Linked DNA regions of Zea mays: regions 1 and 2 are each linked to region 3. The links are chromatin contacts, called in public Hi-C maps. All regions are on one chromosome and are shown on one strand. Each heading gives the region's core, a stretch centred on a gene start, on an enhancer-like site or on the middle of the called end of the contact. The rest is flanking DNA. Distances are from core to core; before and after follow the strand shown.

The links. A called contact is a pair of places that touch in the nucleus more often than the background predicts.
Region 1: a contact with region 3 is called in a Hi-C map of tassel, with 2.2 times the contacts expected there. The contact joins the promoter of LOC100382564 here to the promoter of LOC100283137 in region 3.
Region 2: a Hi-C map of tassel shows a contact between it and region 3, with 5 times the contacts expected there. The contact joins the promoter of LOC100275241 here to the promoter of LOC100283137 in region 3. A contact is called at or near these places in 2 of 25 Hi-C or Micro-C datasets (endosperm and tassel).

What each region holds. Positions count from the first base shown.
Region 1 is chr1:39,829,486-39,833,557 of Zm-B73-REFERENCE-NAM-5.0, reverse strand. LOC100382564 reads right to left here and starts at 2,548. Exons shown (of 13, transcript NM_001353444.1): 1 at 2,424-2,548; 2 at 2,218-2,345; 3 at 495-785. The coding sequence starts at 2,322.
Region 2 is chr1:39,678,198-39,682,467 of Zm-B73-REFERENCE-NAM-5.0, reverse strand. LOC100275241 reads left to right here and starts at 1,334. Exons shown (of 6, transcript NM_001149376.1): 1 at 1,334-1,528; 2 at 1,633-1,778; 3 at 2,543-2,593; 4 at 3,422-3,643; 5 at 3,733-3,835; 6 at 3,945-4,270. The coding sequence starts at 1,443. TRNAG-UCC (transfer RNA glycine (anticodon UCC)) reads left to right here and starts at 1,940; the gene lies at 1,940-2,011. It overlaps LOC109943141 (a long non-coding RNA gene), which reads right to left and starts at 1,070. Exons shown (of 2, transcript XR_002265829.3): 1 at 1-1,070.
Region 3 is chr1:38,983,555-38,988,017 of Zm-B73-REFERENCE-NAM-5.0, reverse strand. It overlaps LOC100283137, which reads left to right and starts at 2,336. Exons shown (of 15, transcript NR_178182.1): 1 at 2,336-2,618; 2 at 2,760-2,841; 3 at 2,991-3,013; 4 at 3,150-3,224; 5 at 3,289-3,342; 6 at 3,433-3,510; 7 at 3,620-3,688; 8 at 3,752-3,901; 9 at 3,990-4,158. It overlaps LOC103634282 (serine/threonine-protein kinase ATG1c), which reads left to right. Exons shown (of 13, transcript XM_008655843.3): 13 at 1-336. The coding sequence ends at 15.

The DNA of each region.
Region 1 (4,072 bases), core at 1,299-3,798, 850 kb before region 3:
AGTCAGATGTCTGTGCATTGCTACGGTTTTTATATATCATTTGGTAGACTTTATTTTAATAAAACACGAAAATATGTGTTTTCTATTGGTTAGGTGAGTGAATGTAGAGCTAACGACTAATGTTCGAACCTTCACTTGTGCACAACTTTACCTTATTTTTGCATAAAATCATAATAGATAGTAGAGATTATTGAGCTATTTGACCATTTGAAATCTCTAATCATTCTAATGATTCATGGAACATTGTTTGCTTCCAAGTGAGTCGTGAAGACCAAACCAGCAGCCTCCAATCTCTAGTAGTATATAACACAAAATATAGCACAAGCAAGTCTGAGAATAGTGGCTAGGGGACAATGCTCTTCTCCGAACGGTCTAGGTTCGAGCCTCAGCACCTGCGGTATTTTTGTTTATTTTGCACAGGGGCAGAGCGAACATGCGGGAGGCGAGCGCGTTAAATATAGTAGAGATTGTTATGAGAAATCTCACACTCTCACCTCAAGAACAAGTGGTGGCTTAAGCTCTCTGGTTACTTTCCAAGAAGGTTCTGTTGCTTCTTTCGACAGATCATCAATTTGATCTTCAGCTTTATTCAGCTCCTTTTCACAAACAACATCCATTTCATCTTGCTGGCCAGTTGACGCATCCTCTCCATTTTGACTGGATGTTTCACTTTGTTTATTTTTTTTATGTGATGTATTCCTCTTGTCCACCAGCGCTTCATGTTCTTCCTTACGCTTGGCAACAAAGGTCCTTAAAACAGCAATGGACATGTCTCTGTTGTGAACCTAGTCAAAGCAGTAAACTTCAATTTTCAGAAATCTGTATGATGGTATAACTGGGATATTACCCCTAACTACTTTCATTCGAGAAAGAAATGTTTCATAGCTATGTATCTGTTAGGGAAAAAATCAGGGAGTTACATCACAATTTGAAACCGGTGTCTTCTTCAATGAAGCCATAATAATTACTCTAATGTGAAACCATTAGGCATAGATGGCGAGAGTATTTTGACCAATCGTTCAATGGACAGAATAGGGATACAACATTTGAGTCGGATGACTCTTTTGATGACACCAATAGACGTTTTGCGTGTAGGATCTAAGAATCTGAGGTTAGTGTTGTATGGTGCAAAAATGTTGGCCTACAAAAAGACACCATGTTCAATTATAAGTATTGCGAAAATATGTGTGTTGCATTGAATTTGTGGCCATAGAAGAAGAGTTCGAGTTCAAAACAATGATATATGTGATAGGCTACGGATAGCACCAATTGAAGAAAAGCTTGTCCAACACCAATTGAGATGACTTGGACAAATCCAAATAAGACCTCTATAGGTACCAATGAGTAGTGGAATCCTAAGGTGCGATAGTAATGGGAAGAGGCTGAAGAAAGCTGAAGTTGACATGGGAAGAGGCAGTACGATATTTGAAAGGATAAAATATTGCCAGATATTTAGCCTTAAATAGAAGCAAATGAAAAACAGCTATTCACGTGCCTGAACCTTGATTTGTGGCTTCTGGTGGGCTTCATCTCTAGCCTACCTTAGCTTGGGACTAAAAGGTTTTGTTGTTGTTGTTGTTGTTGTTGTAAAATCATTAGACTTCTTTTGCCAGGTGCATAATTCAATACCAGAATATTGCATGCAGAAGTTCAATCTACTGTTTTGAATTTGCAATATATCTAAGCAATTTGAAACTTACACTGTTCTCATACACCATGATAAGAAAATAGGTGTGGATAAATTCATTTAACTGCACAAACTGGTAGAATGAGGTAAACTTGGAGTGGACAACTTGATCACTAATTGATTTCCAAAGAAAATCAGTTGGCAGCAAGATAACAAGGCACATACAAAAATACAATTCGCTGTTTGGTCTCTGTGCAATAGACAGCTTAACCGCTACAGGTCTATGTGAAGTACTAGTAAATGCAAATGAATTGTGGCACAAAGCACGCTAATGGTAGAACTGGATAAACTTGAAGCCTATCCCATACCAATCAGGCAATCACCACCCAACACACTCAATCTGGAACCCTCAAGAATACCACAAAGCATGAGCTCTACAAGCGGTAAAGATAAATTATCAGCTGGAAGTCAACAAGTCACTACATTAAGTCGCTACAAGCAAATTTAAGGGTGCAGAGATAAGGAACCGATAGAACAACACCCTCATTTTTTAAAAAGGAAATAATACGAAAAATGGAAAATTTCCAGACCTGCACGGGATTAAAGAAGACGGAGTTCTTCTTGTGCAGGAGGATCTCTGCTTCTCCCTCCTTCTTGATATCGTAGTCCTTGAGCTTGTCCACCACTTCCGCCATGTCTCCAAATCCAAAACCTAACCCTAAACCCAAATAGCTCAAGTTAGGGTTCGGATGCTAAATTTTACATGGCATGGAGGAAAAAGAAGAGGCAGGCATACCGGAGGTGGTGGGTTGTAGTCAGCGCAGAGGGCCAGAAGAAAACCTGGCCGCTGGACGTAGGACGGCGGCGGTCGCCCTAAACCATAAACCCTAGTGCACGTTACGTGAACGGGAGAAGATGACTGTCTGTGATTGGTCCCTGGCCTCCTTGTGGGTTGTGGCAGCCCAGGCCTCCTCCCGTGCACCCAATGTGGCCTTGTTTGGTTAGGTGGTCCGTTGTGGACTGACTTGGACGACAGGCGCAGTCTGGACTGCAGATGAGTTGGGGCTTTAGACTGACGAAACGGTTGTTTTCAAAGCTTCTCTAATCTTCGACATACTCTTTATTTTTAACTCTTTATTTAACTATTTATTTGTCTATCTATAAATATTAAACTCTATATATAATGTCTCATTTCAACAGACTCTCTAATATGTAAGTTAGTTTAGATAGCGAGAGTTGCTAGTCAAATTTAGCTAGTGAAAGAGTTAATTTAGAGAGCCAGATAGCTTAACAAAGAGAGCTATTTATGCTATTAAGTAGATAAAAGTTAGTTTGACAAGATATTTAGCTAGTTTTTTGGAGATGCTCTAAAGGGGTGTTTGTGATAGTTTATAATATTAATTTAAATAGTTTTAAAAATATTTTTAATCTAAATAATAAACAAATGGTTTATCTAAATGTCTTCTAAAGGCTTACAACGTCAACTCTACGATTTTATGGAACACCTAATGACCCGATCCACCAACTCTACAAAATTTTCTGGAGCTATAGTTGTCCTAAATAGAGCCTAAAGCTCCCTAAAACCACGGTGATTGTCTCTAAGAAACATCCTAAATTTAGGGACGTATTTTTCTTTCTTATTTTGCTTAATGTTTTTTTATAAAAAATACAAATTAAACACGTAATCAATATACACATACCATTTTAGACTAATCAATATACACATACCATTTTAGACTGACATATATATATATATATATATATATATGGAGTTAAATTTAAAATATAGTAGAAATGTGGTGCATTGTGTATGGAGATGAAATTAGAGGTAATCGCTGAAGAAGCTGAGATTTAGATTGGTAGAATCTTTTATAGGATGGTGGAAAAGTGAGATTTAGGGCATCTTCAAGAAGAACCTTGGACGAGGTCCTATTTTGAAATGTAGGATTCTAACACAAAAATATGCTCCAACAAGGGACATATTTCATAAAAAATCATCAAATAATTATAGAACTCGACCTCTCAGGTTCTAAATACAAGACCCCATATGATAGGGCTTATCCTAGTTTTATATAGTATTTCTAACATGTTATCTCCTAAATAACACAATATATTTTCTAATAACAAGATATATGACTCAAATGTTGGAGATGCAAATGTTTTTGTTGCCCTAAACACTTTGAATTAATTCATATTTCAATTTTTAGGATTTAAATACAGGGCTTCTTGTTGGAGATGATGTAAGTTTGGTTGGTAGCACAACTACCATACACCTCGTTAAAATAAGTCTCTCCTTTGATCCCACCGCACAGTCGCAAATCGCACCGTCCTAAATAACATAATTTTTAGGATTTTTAAATCTATACTCCTGGTTTAGCACCACTGCTCAATTTTATCCCTCTATACAATAATGGATGAGGCGTTTTTACTACTAGAGAGATAAAA
Region 2 (4,270 bases), core at 85-2,584, 700 kb before region 3:
GTTAATAATATCAAATTCATCCAAAGTGCCGAGGTGTTCATCCCCCCAACACCAGTAACAGCCCTATCACCTTTTGGTGTGAAAGGCACCATATATGAACACCCCAGAAACGCAACTGATCAAAACATGTTATTACTGCAAGATTCAGATTGAAGCACGATGTGGTTCAAGTGCGACATAGAATTTACGAAGCATCTGTTGTACAATAACTTGTTACTCACAAACTTGAATAAATGAGAAGAAATCAGGCTAATTTGAACAGACCTAACAAAAGCAAGGAGCTAACCAGTCTTCATAATGACATAAAACCTGAGAAAAGGACATGTTGAAGACAGTAAGACACATGCATCTTAAGAGCATTATTAGCATAAGCAGCACACATAATGTGCATAAAATTAATTCGAGCGGACAGAGTAGCTAGGCAAAGACTAACTTAAGTATACAGTATCATCTAAATATGGTAGATACATAGCATAGGTGATCAGCTATAAGGTCGGATTTCACATGAGGAACATAAACATGACAGCTGTGTGCAGTATCATCTAAGTAGATAAGATCAGTTGTATGATCAGATTTCACATGAGGAACATAAACATGACAACGGCCAGCCTCGTACAGGAAATATGGTTTATTGACGAAGGGAGGTGCCAGCTGCTCTAACTAGTAACTAATGCATCCTATGCCAAATGTAAGTCATTTTAGGATTCGATCAGGTAAAGCTTTTGTTAACTGGTCCATCAAATATTAAAAGTGGTACATATTGACCACCGTGGCCGTGACGCTGTCGTCGTCGGCGGATCTCATCGCGGCCTCCGCCTCTTCGAGAGGCAACTCCGCATCCCCGGCCATGGCAGCAGCAGCAGGGCGTCCGCGCCGCAGTCCATACCTCGCGAGTTGCGGAGTACTCGAAGCCCTTTTCCCTCCTCCCTACAACACATTCCTAGCAGCACGGCTCACTGGCTCAGCGGCGCGAGAGGCAGGACACAGACCGAGCTCACTGCTGCCATCCCATCCCCTCCCTCCACGGCGCTCGTGGATGCAAATGAACAGTCGAAACGAACAGCCGAAACAGAGAGGGAAGAAAAGGCCCTGGGCCGTGTCAGAAAACCTAACCTGACCCGGTGCAGCACGGGCCGTTCCGGCCCACGGAGCAACCGCTGCGTGGGCCCGAACAACCTAGTAATTTCCAGAGAGATCCGTCCCTATCCCCAACCTTCCTACCACCACCACGTGGTGTGAGTGTGACGGCATTTGGCGTTTTGGCTATACAAGAGTCATCATCATCATCGCTTCCCAATATCCAGAAGTGTAAGTATCTCGCGTCGCCGCGATCGAACACACACATCACCAGCTTTGGGAGCCGCTGAGAGAAACCGGACGCGCGGTGGTTTGCTTTCGCCGGAAGCGCCGTCGGATTAAGAAGCATAAAGGGAGGAGGACAGATGGCGGGGGATCGGCTGAGCTGGGCGGGGCTGCTCAAATGGAGCCTCTCCTACGTCGACGGGGCGGGACCCTCTCGCGCCGTCAGGTAAGGGAATGTTGGATTGCTGGCGAGAAGTCAGCGCATGTCTGCTTTTCTCTTTGTAGACGTGGCTGAAGCGCGTGTTGGTTTTCGGTGGTGCCAATCAACAGAGAGGAGGAGCGGCGGTGGCTGGCGGACGCGGTGGAGCAGCACATGATGATGGACGTGGTGAGCCGGATGAGGGAGATTGCGCTGCTCATGAGCACCCCGCCCGCCGTCCTGGAGGCGCAGGGCATCACCCACGACGACATCGAAGGTATGGGTCAATTATATTGCATGATTGCAGGATGCATTTCCCACATCTCCTGCTTAAATTCGCTGAACACGCATGCTAGTGTTGGCTTCTACGCTTAGATCTTTCAGTTTTAGCGTTGCAAGTTTAGTATTAAAACTATGAATTTCAGTTAACACATAACAGCGTTTGTAGTCCAACGGTTAGGATAATTGCCTTCCAAGCAATAGACCCGGGTTCGACTCCCGGCAGACGCAAATTTTTTTGTTATTCTGGCTCATAATTTCAACTCTAGTCTGGCCCAAATTGCTTCAAAGTAATGGTTATAGATGTGGAATTGGGCAGGCATTTTTTTTTTGTTATTCTGGCTCATAATTTCAACTCTAGCCTACCCCAATTTGCTTTGTTATTGTTGTTCCGCTTTACATCAAGGAACAGTAACGCTTAGACAAATGACCCTCCCTTTACCAAAAAATATGAAAAGATTGGTGGAGATATATTTCTATGCGGCTTTTCGTTGTACTTGTGTTCTTCTTACCTGATTGTTTGAAGAACTGACATCTATCTAATGGTTATACGCATAGGCATGTTTTGAGCCCTGTTGAGTGTAACAATCTGCAAGTTGAGGGGAAGCAGATTACAGTCTGCCTATATAATCTAGAATGTTGTTTCAACTTGCAGATTGTAACAGCCTTCAAGCTGACTATGTGGACCTTAGTTGCATTTAGTTTCAGATGTCATTTCTCATACCTGATGAATACTGATCTGCATGCTTCGGAAAATTCCAGATTTGCTGAGTGAGCTGCAGGTGCATGTTGAGTCTATCGACATGGCAAATGGTATGTCCCAGATTCATGTTCAATTTTTCCCATGTTTTGTTATCATTTCATTTATATTTCACAAAATCTCATGTTTCATATCTCAATTTGCAATCGACTTCTAGTTTTATGGCCGTAATCTTTGTTTAACCCCACCCTTACCTCAATATGGTTTCAGTTGTGATATACAATACAAAATGGTACCTCCTTTGTGGGATTCTTGAGGGTCCTTGATGTGGATGGCTCCTTGGGGCCAGACTTTTGCACAATTACAAATCATATGATAGAAGTCTTCATAGCTATCTGATATGTGTTATGAGTGTGTGTCCATTAGAATTCGCCTACTCCTAGTGTCAGGTCGTAATTTCTGCTTGCATTAAGGTTTATGAACATATTTCATTCATACATACAGGAACTCAAATTATTTACTTTTAAGTGAAATCTACAATTCCATATGTAGGAGACAATGGTAGCACTTGGAGGCATGCATTCTTGGTGTTGAACTGAATACATTCACATCATTGGGTGATTCAAAATGACATTCGTAGTTTCTTTTGAGGTGGCTAAACAAATGGATGGAGGCAACTATAGTGGTATTTGGCAATAGAACATTGTTATTCAGGTGAATTCTCAGCTTCCCCTTTCAATATGCTACCGTGCAACCTTTTTCAAGGGGAGCTGATCCATTAGAATAAACATAATTGACTGAACGATGAACTGATTGTTCACAATGAAGCAATAATAGCCACGAGTCTAATTTAAAATATCCATCATGTGAAACTATCATTTTTTATACTCACAGTTTGTTATTTGGATGACTTATTTTGCCATTTCTATGTGGTGCTCTAGATTTGCATTCTGTTGGTGGGTTGGTTCCAGTTATCAAGTACCTCAGAAATTCTAATGCTCGTATCCGAGCGAAGGCAGCTGATGTGGTAACAACAGTGGTTCAGAACAATCCGACCAGCCAGCAGTTGGTCATGGAAGCTAGTGGGTTTGAACCTCTCTTATCCAATTTCAGATCAGATCCTGACCTTACTGCTCGGATAAAAGCTCTTGGTGCACTATCTTGTAAGTGTTTTGTCCACATTTTTAGATGGACATAGTATATATTACATCCTAAATTGACATGTCTAATTATGCCCTCATTAAATATTCAGCTCTGATTCGAAACAACAAACCAGGAGTTTCTGCATTTCGTTTAGCCAACGGATATAGTGGACTAAGAGATGCATTGAATTCAGAAAGTGCAAGGTTTCAGAGGTAACACAATTGATTCGAAATCCTGAGGTGATGTTTTTTGGAAAAATGCCTTGCCTTCATGTTATTTGACTGAGGTGTTTTTGGTCTTTTTTTTGTGTGTGTCTATCAGGAAAGCATTGAGTCTGACTCACTATCTGCTCAGCGAAAGCCATTCAGATTGTTCAGTATTTGCACAGTTAGGTTTCCCCCACCTTATGATGCGTTTGGCATCCAGCGATGACTCCGGTGTTCGAGAGGCAGCATTAGGGGGCTTGCTTGAGCTTGCAAGGGACACGACACTTGGAAATAGGAATCTACTAGCAGAACATGACAGGTTACGAAGGCTTCTCCGTGGACGTATGGAAAGCATAAGGACGATGACTCCTGAAGATTTGGATGCTGCACGAGAAGAGCGGCAGCTTGTTGACTCACTTTGGATCACATGCTACCATGAAC
Region 3 (4,463 bases), core at 1,087-3,586:
AGCCAGAGGCATTGACTGCTGCCATGTGTCCTCAAATCTTGTTCAGGTTGAGGGACGGTAGACTTGTGCAATATTTTTTCATTTGTAAATATATTTGTTGGCCCAAGATAGGACATGTAAGATGTCAGAAATTTGGAACTAGGCAGAGCAGCGAAAATCTATTATAACTCGACCAGACTACTATTATGATATGGAATTAGGTGGAGTGTACGTGTTAGGTTCATTCTGTGTGAATTCAGGCAGAAGCTTGAAAACGAAATGACCAATCATGGTCACTTGTGGAAATGTAAACTACTTCGTAGATTCTTTATTAGTACTCTATTTCGTTCTTTTTTATTTGTTGTGGTTTAGTTAAAAAAATGAATTAGCTTTCGACAAATATTCGAGAAAGGATAGTATATGTTATGGTGTGTTCCAACTAAAAACTTATGCATCTAATATCATCTCTTATATGTTGTCGAATTTATTATGCTAGACGTGTCCGACCACTACATCCTATGCAAATGCACAAGGTCTTCTCGAGTTCGCCTTTTCAGAACTGTTCTTTGCCGGACATCACAAACAGCCAGACATTGACAGGTTCTGAAAGGTATTTGTCAGCGTCCATGAGGAACATAAATTGAGTAATAAATTGGATGTTGTCAGCGTCGGACCCATGGTTTATTATAATTTTTATACCAGTAAAGCTTTTTAAAGATTTGTTCGGCAAAAGACAGGCCCACAGTAGGCCTGGCTGGGATAGCATTTCCATCGCTTGGAGGCAAAGTAACAATACGAAAAGCTCACAGGTAGGTCGGTAGCTTGCTCGACTCAATTAATCAGTGACTCGTCTGTTTGTATTTCTTAATAAACTCAGCCACTAAAACTTATGTTGTTAACGAGCCAGTTCGTGAGTTGACTTTAAATTTAAACTTACTCTGTTTTTTTTTATTTGTTACGGTTTAGTTCAAAAATTGAGGGCGGACGTGTGATCCTCACTAGACGGCGTCCACGTGATTGGTTCACTGTTGCGGACGTGTAGTTGTAGCCAAGAGTTTTAAAGCGACAAGACAATAATTCATGAAGGGTCAAGAAAATCATCGACAGAAATCAAGCAAGACCTTAAAAACTAATACAAGTTTCATATCAATGTATAATACAATTTCAAATAAGAAAACTATATGAACAAAATAAGCAAAAAAATGTTGTTAGTTCTTGCTGGCCGAATAGAAACCGTGCGTACCCTGTAAAATGTCGATCTCTTCGAAGAGCGGAAGCGCTGGGAAAGAGGCGAGGTTAGGTGGCATCTCCGATTGGGAGCCAGGACTCGCTGGTTCACCAAGTCGATGGGGATAGATCATATCGTCGCGACAAGTAAGATCAGACTTGTCAAGCGGGACGACATCGTGACAACAACAAACATGATGGGGACACATGAAGGTGGCGGACAACGCCTCGTGTCGAGAAGGTGGTAACAGTGAACGGTATCTAGAACATGGTATCCGGGTGGACTAGCTCAGGCGGCGTAAGAAAAAATGGGACCAAACATATATATGTGAAGACAAGACCAATGAGGAGGACATGAATCATGAGGACTGGTCCGATCCGATGAGCAGGTCTAGAACGGGACTATTTTAGCCCATTTAAATGGATTGTTCGTTTCAGATTAAAGTCGACTGTTTGGACTGCTGCAACTGCAATCTATAGAGACAAAAACACTGTAGAAACAGTAGAAACCGGTACAGATTAATCCAAACAAACAGATTGAAAACTTTAGGTATATGAGATTATAAAAAGGGAGCCATGGCCAACTTTATCCCTTCGAATCCGTTTATGGCTAGGCTCCACGGAGACGGTAGGTGGCTACATACGTGGGCATGCAACCTGCATTGTATGGGCTACGCTTTTGCAATGGCACTCAAGCCAAACTGATTCTATATTTATGTTCTATATCGTATTTAAAATTTTATTTATACACTCTTGTCTAATAGACATCTACACATAACCATATAAGACTTGATTGGATAGCTAGGCATGTATGGACAGGCTAGACGCGTCCTAGCCGGCTGGATACGGTAGTTTTAAGTGTATGGAGTGATGCAGGTTAATAATTTTAAAATGAGTTGGTTTATATTTACTCATGTGGTCACATACAAATAAATAAACATAAGCTCAAACAAAATCAAAACAAACAAATATAAGTTCAAACAAAATTAACACATACGATGACCCGAGATAAATTGATACGGGCAACCAATCAGATAGATAAAGTTGTTCCGAATATGCACAAGCAACTAAAATCATGAACTAACTCCGCTTCTACCAACAATAGGCTCTTACCGGCGTGGTTCGACTTCTACAACAAACATGGCATCTGTCTCACCCTGCCCTCTTTCATCATTTCCCGAAGCTTCGCATCCGTCCTTCGGTCCTTCCTCACCCGTTCGTCTGTCTCGCCTCACCCACCCACCCACAGCATCAGAACGGAGGGAATTAGGGAGCTTCGGCCGGATCCGCAACATCGGGGAACGGCGGGAACCAGGGAGCTCCCGCCGCCTAGAACCGGAGCTCCCAATCGATCCACTGGCCGTTGAGCCGACACTTCAATGGAAGCCCACGCCTCGCGGGGCCGCCGCACCGTACGTCCCCTTCTCGTTTCTCGTTATTTCGACCTTTTTTCAAATGAGATGGCACGCAGATCCGTGATCCGATAGTACCAGCTTCTGAGATCTGAGACCCGAGGTGACAATTATGTCATCTTGTGCGCGTGTTTGTGGCAGCTGGAGGAGATTCGGCAGAAGAGAGCCGCGGAGAGGATGCAACACGCCGTCCCGATCGCGGCGTCTCACGTCGACTCTCACGGTTGGTACATCCTTCTCTCCAACCCTCGCTCGGTGACTTTTCGTTCGGATGATCTCTTAATTTGCTTTAGTTTGGTTTGATGCTAACTTTGTGCTGTATTTTCCTTCCCTGTGTCACTGTGTGTCTCTACCAATGCTGATGATCTTTAGGGAACCAAAGAGCTGGAGCTGAGGTCAGTTTAGCATTTTATATCGTTCACGTCTTCACGAGCACTCGACTGTTGATAAATTGCATTCTGGTTGCAAATATGAGTCCCTGGTGTTTTTTAGAGTGTAACCAGTAACCGAGCATTTTTGTATGAATACTAGCATCTTGCTCGAGTTCAAGAACTTGAAAATGGCAACACGGAATTGGAGAGGGAAAACAAAATGCTCTTGTCCAAGGTACTTTATATGCAATTTGGTTTCATTGTTACTTGGAGGTTCTGACGTTGATTACCTCTGCTAGATCGCTGAGAAGGAAGTTGAGAAGGACGCCCTTGTAAACCGTTTGAATGATCTCGTGAGCCTCTGAGTATATTGTTATTGGTGCTGACTGCTGAGCTCCTGTTTTTCGTTGCCTTTAAAAAATGGCTTGATTTGTTTTCTGCAGGAGCGGAATGTAGTGCCCTCTTTGAAAAAAAGCTTGAATGACATTTATTTGGAGAAAGATGCTGCTGTAGTTGCTAAGGTATTGAACACCTGTTTTTTGTTGCATTTGTGCTATCATGTGTCTGATGGAGTGATGGTCTAATTATGCATGCCATCTCATTATGTCTTTTGCCTGGTATGCTGAGTAGGAGGATGCTCTAGCTCAACTCAGGAGCATGAAGAAACGACTCAAGGAAGCAGAGGAAGAACAGTATAGGGTATTTATTGAAAGATGATCATTATCAGCATTATGATCACTTGGCTAATCTGGAAATGTACAGGCAGAAGAAGACTCGGCCTCCTTGAGAGCACAGCTAAATACCCTGCAGCAGCAAATGGGCCACACTTACAGTGGATATACAATGGGAACATCAAGTGAGGAATCTGTTGCCATGGAAAAGGAGATACAAGATTTACAGGCACAGCTAAAGGTAAGGTTTATTCAAAAAAATCTGCCTGTTTATCTTGTTTCACGCTTTCTCTAATCATTACATCTAAACTAACAATATTGCAACACAGCAAGAGTCACTGCTAAGGCAACAGGAGCAACAACAATTAGCTGAACAATCCCAGCTGAGGCAACAAGAGCAAGAAAAACTAGCCAAAGAGCAAACCCGTATTGCTTCTCTGGAGGCTGAAAAGCAACAGTTGGAAGACCAAATTACTATGTTGACAAAGAAAGCTACAGGTATGGAGGATACATATACTTACATTATTCTGTCTTTTATTTATGTGAGGAATGTTAGAACTTGCCGGAGATACAATGATGAAGATGAACAGTTGAACACATCGCCGGTGAGGTCACAACCAAAGCAAAAAACTCATGCGAATAGTGGAGGTGGTCTTGGTTTTGTGCTATCAAACTCGGGATTTTTTCCTGATAGTATTGCTATGCTTAAGTAAGCTATTATAAGCAAACTAAAGCATGCCCTTCAATCAGGCTGATACATGCACAATATCATGCTCCTAATTTGCTACTGCCTAATAAGCTAC